2 separate regions of the Mus musculus genome follow, and region 1 is linked to region 2. Evidence: chromatin contacts called from public promoter capture Hi-C data. All regions are on one chromosome and are shown on one strand. The core of a region is the stretch at or near the end of the contact, and the rest is flanking DNA. Distances in the headings are between cores, read along the strand shown.

What was found. Promoter capture Hi-C pulls out the DNA fragments that hold promoters and counts their contacts.
Region 1: a contact with region 2 is called in a promoter capture Hi-C map of stem cell-derived epiblast-like cells, with 2.6 times the contacts expected there. The contact joins the enhancer-like site here to the promoter of Cacna2d1 in region 2. A contact is called at or near these places in 7 of 39 promoter capture datasets (the 3T3-L1 cell line, 3T3-L1-derived adipocytes, the HPC-7 cell line and 3 more) and 2 of 115 datasets of contacts at active chromatin or transcription factors (forebrain and stem cell-derived neural progenitor cells).

What each region holds. Positions count from the first base shown.
Region 1 is chr5:17,745,968-17,749,354 of GRCm38.p6, forward strand. No RefSeq gene overlaps it. Among named protein-coding and RNA genes, the nearest start is that of Cd36, 88 kb to the right of the region's middle. Within about 2 kb of position 1,289, at least 36 of the 459 cell types and tissues checked have an H3K27ac peak or open chromatin away from gene starts, as enhancers often do. A contact at or near this core is called in stem cell-derived epiblast-like cells, where this site is marked.
Region 2 is chr5:15,933,004-15,936,345 of GRCm38.p6, forward strand. It overlaps Cacna2d1 (calcium channel, voltage-dependent, alpha2/delta subunit 1), which reads left to right and starts at 1,688. Exons shown (of 39, transcript NM_001110844.1): 1 at 1,688-2,105. The coding sequence starts at 2,011. Gm3510 (a long non-coding RNA gene) reads right to left here and starts at 1,260. Exons shown (of 2, transcript XR_003955870.1): 1 at 1-1,260.

The DNA of each region.
Region 1 (3,387 bases), core at 39-2,538, 1.8 Mb after region 2:
CTGTATGTTTGTGTGTGTGGGGGGGGAGGTGTTATTGACTTTCTTTCTAAATATGCTCACTTCATCTATAACATATACCACCATTCAGATGGCTGTAAAGATGATCCATCTCATTCCCTGAAAGTCTCTAACAAAATTTGTGATACCTCCCATTTAGGTGAAGGGGCTTTTATGAAAATTGCCTTAGCTCATCTAATTTCTTTTCTGTTTACACTTTACTAATGTGTGTCTACTTTATTGCGCACATTGTCATGGTCAGCAGCAACTACATTAGGTAATTAAGAGAGTGATGACAGTATGTCATGAGATGCGACTGAATCTGTAGATTCAATCAATAACTACCTGAAAGTGCCAAGCATGGCAGGTCGGCAGGTATAGGGAAGACCACACTATGTCAGGATGGGAACAAATTGATTTATGGCACAACACAATTTTCAGATGTAAGAGAAAAATAGACATTGATTCAGTTGATTCAGAGAAGGAGAAACAATTATATTTGTTTTCCCTAAGTCATGGTTTATCTTCTAAAGATGAGCTCCAAACATTCTTATTTTCTCAGTCTGAAAGAAATAGCCATTTCTGAAGGGCTAATACCACTAAACACACAAATCACTTTATTTGAATCTTTATAGTTCCATTGGCATAAGAGCTGTGCAGCTGTTGTTTGCAAAATTGTCATTTCTTGGGTTAAAAGTTCATCCTACATAAGCAGGCTATGGTCACTGCTAAGGAATCAGATGACCACACCAGAGCTACATTCTATGTAGCTCATATAATTTGTTTTGGATGGCCTTCCTTCCAGATGCTAAAATCTGGTGTATTTGTTAACAGTTGGCTTCAGCCAGATTCACTCTGGAGTTCAGCTACAGCAAACTAATTAAATGGGATCCATCCCAACACATATGTCTCCTCCATGCTGAAAGTGATTTAGACTTTCAATGTCAGAAAGTGACCCTTCCATTGGTTTGTAATCAGCACACAGTAGTGTTTGCAACCCACAGGAAGACCTGAGCTGCATACTTCCCAGATGGCTTTCTCAGACAGAATTCTTTTAGAAAAGAATGAAAGGACACTTCAGTAAATTCCAAAAAGCAATTCATATTTAAGATTCCTTCTTTCCTTCTTCCTCTTTCTTTCTTTCTTTCTTTCTTTCTTTCTTTCTTTCTTTCTTTCTTTCTTTCTTTCTTTCTTTCTCTCTTTCTTTCAGAACACATTCAGAGGCCTGTTCAAGCTCCGTGGGGTGCCTTCGGAGTATGTTTGGAATGTAAACATTTGCTGGAGTTGCCAAGCTGCCACCTGGCTTAGTATGTGACCTTTTATGGAGTTCTCAGTAAAAAGGAATCCTGGTGATCACCAACATGTGGTTTACCCTTTACCAAAAGAAAAATGAGAGAAGTGAATTGAGTGACATGCTCATGTGGATTTGACTTCCCTCAGGCATCCCCACCCTCGTGTGGAGGAGGATCCGTCACAGGTGCAGCTGAGCCACGTGGCACTGGAGTCTGTCTTCCTCTATTGCTTTTGTATCTACCTCTCCTCCTTTTAAACTCTATCTTTCTCTTTCTTCTCTCTGAATTTTCTTTTGTCCTTATTTCTCCAATCTCATTTGTAGCACCATCTGTCAATATTAGCCCTGACGTTTATGAATATAGATGGTTTCCTGGTGGGGGCAGGGGTAATAACAAACAAAAAATGTCTACTGAATACTCATTCCATGTAAAATTTAAAGTATGAGCTTGAACAGGCCTCTGAATGTGTTCTGAAAGAAAGAGAGGAAGAAAGAAAGAAAGAAAGAAAGAAAGAAAGAAAGAAAGAAAGAAAGAAAGAAAGAAAGAAAAAAAGAAAGAAAGAAAGAAAGAAAGAGGAAGAAGGAAAGAAGGAAAAAAAATTGTTACCTACAGACAGTAGAATTCATTGACACTGGTTTTGTTTTGTTTTGTTTTGTTTTATGTGGAAGCATCATATCAGATGATTTTGAATCTTTAATATAAGTAATGTGGCATAAGATGAGCTACTTAAATCAGTTGCTTTCCTATCTTCATCCTTCCTTCTCATTTGATTTATATAATTATCTTATTCATTCATTACTTCCACGATATACATGGGGAAGAAACACACACACACACTCCAGCTGGCATGAAAGTGTACTAAAGAAATAATCTCATTTAAATGATGAAAATTTATTAATCTAATCTTTAATGTTACATATTAAGATTTAGTATAATAGCTACAACCAAATGAATGTTGAAGAAGCTATGAGATAAATTACAAATATGTATTGTAGTCTTCATTTATTATCATAGAGCCATCAGATTAAAAGAAAAAGAAAGCAGGAGAGCAAAAGGCTTCACGAGAAAACATAAATAAACAAACAAACAAACAAAACAGTTAATGCCAGATGGGAGAAATGCGCTATATGAGCTGCTAGTTTGTCTAAATAAAGACTGGCAACCAGGATGACTAAGAAGAAAGCATAAAGTGGAGTGTGATCAGCAGGCATTGGCACAAGGGGAGTGACTCATGCTGATAAAATGGCTGGAAGACACAACAATAGAGCTGACTGAGCATCAGCAAGAATCACCACTCACTAACATGGGTCACAAGATGTGAACCGTCAGCTATGGCAAATGGCATAACACAGTTGGTTTCATTTAACTACAGAGGTATTAAGAGTATAGTGTTAGAAAGCAGGGTCAAAGGAGGCAGACTGGATTAAGCATAGTTTAATTTGCATACACCGCATGTTCCCTCCTCCTAAACCATGGTACCAGCTGACACCTGGGGAGAATTGTAAAGCTTGATTAAAAAGTACGTTGCCTTGAAGTGTAGGTGCTATGGTCCATTTTCTGAAAGAAAGACTGAACTCTTCATAGGATTCATGCTGAGAGACTATAAAGAAGGACTGGTGGCGGGAAGAAGGAGAATACGGTTTCTTGAGAGTGGGAAGGAAGAAAAAGTATTTGTCCCTAAATGCAGACCTCTTGGCTCCTGGGGATATTACAGGCACCTAAAAAGTGACAGACATTTCAGACAAAGATCTTGTTTGATGGAGACTGCTAGTATAAGTCTTCCATCTTTGAACACAATATTCATAAAAACCTTGACCCTTACTCTTCTGAAATCCCTATAAGAGTTAAGGCTGTCAGAATAGCATCACCAAGACCATCCCTGGTGTTCAAAAGAAATAGTTTCTAAAAGTTTGTGTGACTAAGGGAGATATAACTTGTTTATGGTGACAAGAGTGCAGATCATGTCAACAAAGTAGTCACAGGATCTATTTATACACAAGCACATGTGCATACACATATACACACACTTACACATGCACACACACAAGCATGTGCATGCTCATGCACAAGCACACACACATGCTCATGCTCATACAAG
Region 2 (3,342 bases), core at 438-2,937:
TAAAAATTGTAAAGGACGGTGGATTTGACTATATGGGTGTCTAATTTTGGGAAGAAAATGTATCTGCAGTTGTAAACTACCCTTCAGAGCTGTAGCTCTGAATCCCATTACAGCCCACTGCATCCCTCCTCATTCCTGCAGCTCTGGTGCCTAGCACAAAACAAACTAAGTTAAGTCGCTCTGGGGTGCCTTTGTGAGGCCACTCAGAGTAGGAAGAAGGAAACAAAGGGCATGATAGAGATGCAGAGGGCATGAAGAAAACAAATAAGTCGTGAAAAGGGAGAGATAAGGGGGACGGGAAAGCTAACCTACCTGGCCAAACATCATAAAATCACAAATACATTTGTGAGCTGGTCGGCAATCACTCCCATCATCACCATCTCTTTGTCTGATCAATTCCGAATGAGTAGAGGTCTATCTACCCGTCTATAAAAGGGGCGATTAACAATCTTCTATAAAAGGGGTTAATAATCTTACAGCCACAACATCATTACAGACTCTTCGCCTTAGTGTGAGGGTCTTTTTTCTTATCAGGAACTGTATTCTCTGACTTCATGTCAAAGTGTTTTCATATCCTTCTGCAAGCAGCTTAAGAATTTGGGCTGTTCCATGAAGCCTTTCTAGCAGCGGCCCACCAAGTCTGTCCTCGAAAGTGGCCTGAGCCAGGCAGGGAAGGTATAAATGAAGACCGATGGTTTTGTTTTGTTTTGTTTTGCTCTTTCTAGAAGGCCCTAGATAGCCTTGCTTCTCCCCAGAGTGGAGGTAAAACCAGCCCTTCCTCCACATTTCAGATGCAATTTGCAGAGGGCCACCTGTTTCTGATGTTAACCTCCGCTCTGTGTTCACACTGAGAAAGTGAATTCAGCAGGCAACAAGCTTGTTCACAAAGCAGTCCAGTGGTCAGGACGGGAAAATTTTCAACCAGTTGGAAGGTTGCTTGCTAAGATGTTGCCAAAGCCCCTTGCAACACTAACCACCCTCTAGCCTTGCTTCTTATGGACGAGTAGGAAAGACATCTTACAGCATCTGCTAGCTTGTTCTGCAATGATTCCCAGAGTCCGCCCCTTGAGGATCTGCCCCCGCCAGGTAAACCAAGTCTACTTGTACGTGGGTGTAGGGCCGCTGGCACCATTAGTTAGAGCCCTGTCAAAGGCCCTAACCCCCTGGCACACCATGAAAACCAGTGCCACCTGGTTGAGTCCACAGCGGCGTTTTCTAAAGCACCACAAACCCCTCCTAGATTTGTTGTTAAATCACTTCATGATTCTTAGGCAGGCAGCGGATTCTACGCCTGGGAGAAGGGCTTGGGGGCCCCTGCCAGATTGTGCAAAAAATAACCCGGAGGAGGCGAGCAAAGTGCTCGGCAGGAGCCTGCGCGAGCGGTAGATACGCGCGGCCGGCCGGTGGTCCCTCGGGGAGCACCTACGGGCTCCGTCCGCTCGGCCTCCGCACGCCCCGCGGCGGGAGCAGGCGACGGCGACTTTGGGAGTTCCTCCCTGCCTTGTACGGAGGGCTGCGCCCGGGCCGTCCCCGCCCGGCTCTGACGCCCGGCCCTCCCGCTGCCCACCCACAGCCGCCTCCCCGAGACCCGCCCGGGGAAGGCAGCCGGAGCCCCGCTCCGGCCACCCCCATCCCCGCAGCCGCCGCGTCCCCGCGCCGCCCCCTCCGCCCCCGCCCCGCCCCCGCCCTCTCCTCGGCGACCGCGGATAAATCAGGGAGGCGAGCGCTGGGAGCCAGAGCGCGCGGGCGCCGGCGGGCTGGCCGAGCTCTGTTTCCACAGTCGCCCTTGATGGCGGCGCAGGCGAGGCAGCCGTGGCACGGAGCGGCAGCCACGCGCTAGAGAGTCCGCCCGGCCCCGCCCGGCCCGCCCGGCCGCCCGCCCGTGCCCAGCCCGCTTCTCCCCGCGCGCTCTCCCGCAGACGTCGGCGCCCCGGCTCCGTCCCTCAGCCGCCTCGTGCAGCTCCGCCGCCTCCGGGCCGGCAGGGAGGGCACTGATCTTCGATCGCGAAGATGGCTGCTGGCTGCCTGCTGGCCTTGACTCTGACACTTTTCCAATCTGGGCTGATCGGCCCCTCGAGCGAGGAGCCCTTCCCTTCGCCCGTCACGTAAGTCGGCGGGCCCAGGTTGGGCTGGAGGCGGGGGTCCCCGCTCGATGCCGGGCGGGCTGCCGGTGGGGGGCGGGGAGCGCGGCCGGGAGCCTCGGAGGCTGGGCCGCCCGGTGATGCGCTGCTGGCCGCTGGAGTGAGCTCGGAACCGGCGTGCCGAGCCTCGGCCGGCCGCACCGTCCCAGGGAACGTCCGCTAGCCGTCGGCGGCGTCTCAGCCTGGTCTCCGAGGATGCTGCAAGCTGAAGACTGTAGCCGGACTTGGGGAAAAACTTTGTGAGCATACCCAGCTCCCACCAAACCCAGCCAGATGAAAAAGTTGGGTTTCCGTTAGGTATTTCAGAGTTAATTTCAGGCTGACCCCGGTAGCTTGCGCTTCTCCTGTACTTGGCCTCTAGGATGCTAATTGCTGTGCTGTCCAAACTCATTTAGATCCCAAATTACTAGGAGCGCCTGACAGCTTCCCTGGTTTGTAGCCAGCTCGCTCCCGGCAGCTAAGCGAGCTGTCCACCCCAGTGCTCACAGGTACAAGGGCCACCCAAGCCAACCTACCCAACCCTTTATTTGAAACATCTAAGTGCCGACAGACACGCGGTTCCTGTTCTTAGAATGAATAGAACCCCTATTCTTTGAGGGTGGGACTGTTTCCCCAGTCTCCAGCAATTTTCCCTTATTTTTAACATTTCTAAAATAACTTTCAAAAAGAGAAAGAGAGAAAGAAACCGTTGCTATTCTAGAAATAGAGTGTTGAAAGGTAGCTGTAGTCACACGGCAGGAAGGGATGCAGTGCAACCATTCTTCGCTCTCTCGGGTGCAAGAAGGAATCAGAGTCAGTGGCACATATACGTATTTTTAAATGCGCTGAATAGCTTATCTGGCATTCTGGGAAAGCATTTATTTTGGTTCTTGAAGGTACTTTAAAGCTGTTCAGAGTAGGTAGTCTTAAGTGGGTGAGTCACTTTAATGCATTTTACATAACAAAAACAAAGCCCAAGGTAGCCTTCCCGGCTTTTATGCTGCAGGGAATCACTTGCTGTCCTTTGTTGGCAGTGAGCTGAATCCTGGAGTTTTGGGGTACACTAGAAGTGCATCCGTACTAGCTGGAACCCGACAGCTATTATTTAAGATTTGGCCTAGAGCATTTATCACCTTAGTTGTCAGTGCAAGCATCTAGAGATGCATATTCCAGCCAGGAGAAAGGGGGTGTCTAATATTTATGGCATTGATTTACAGTAATG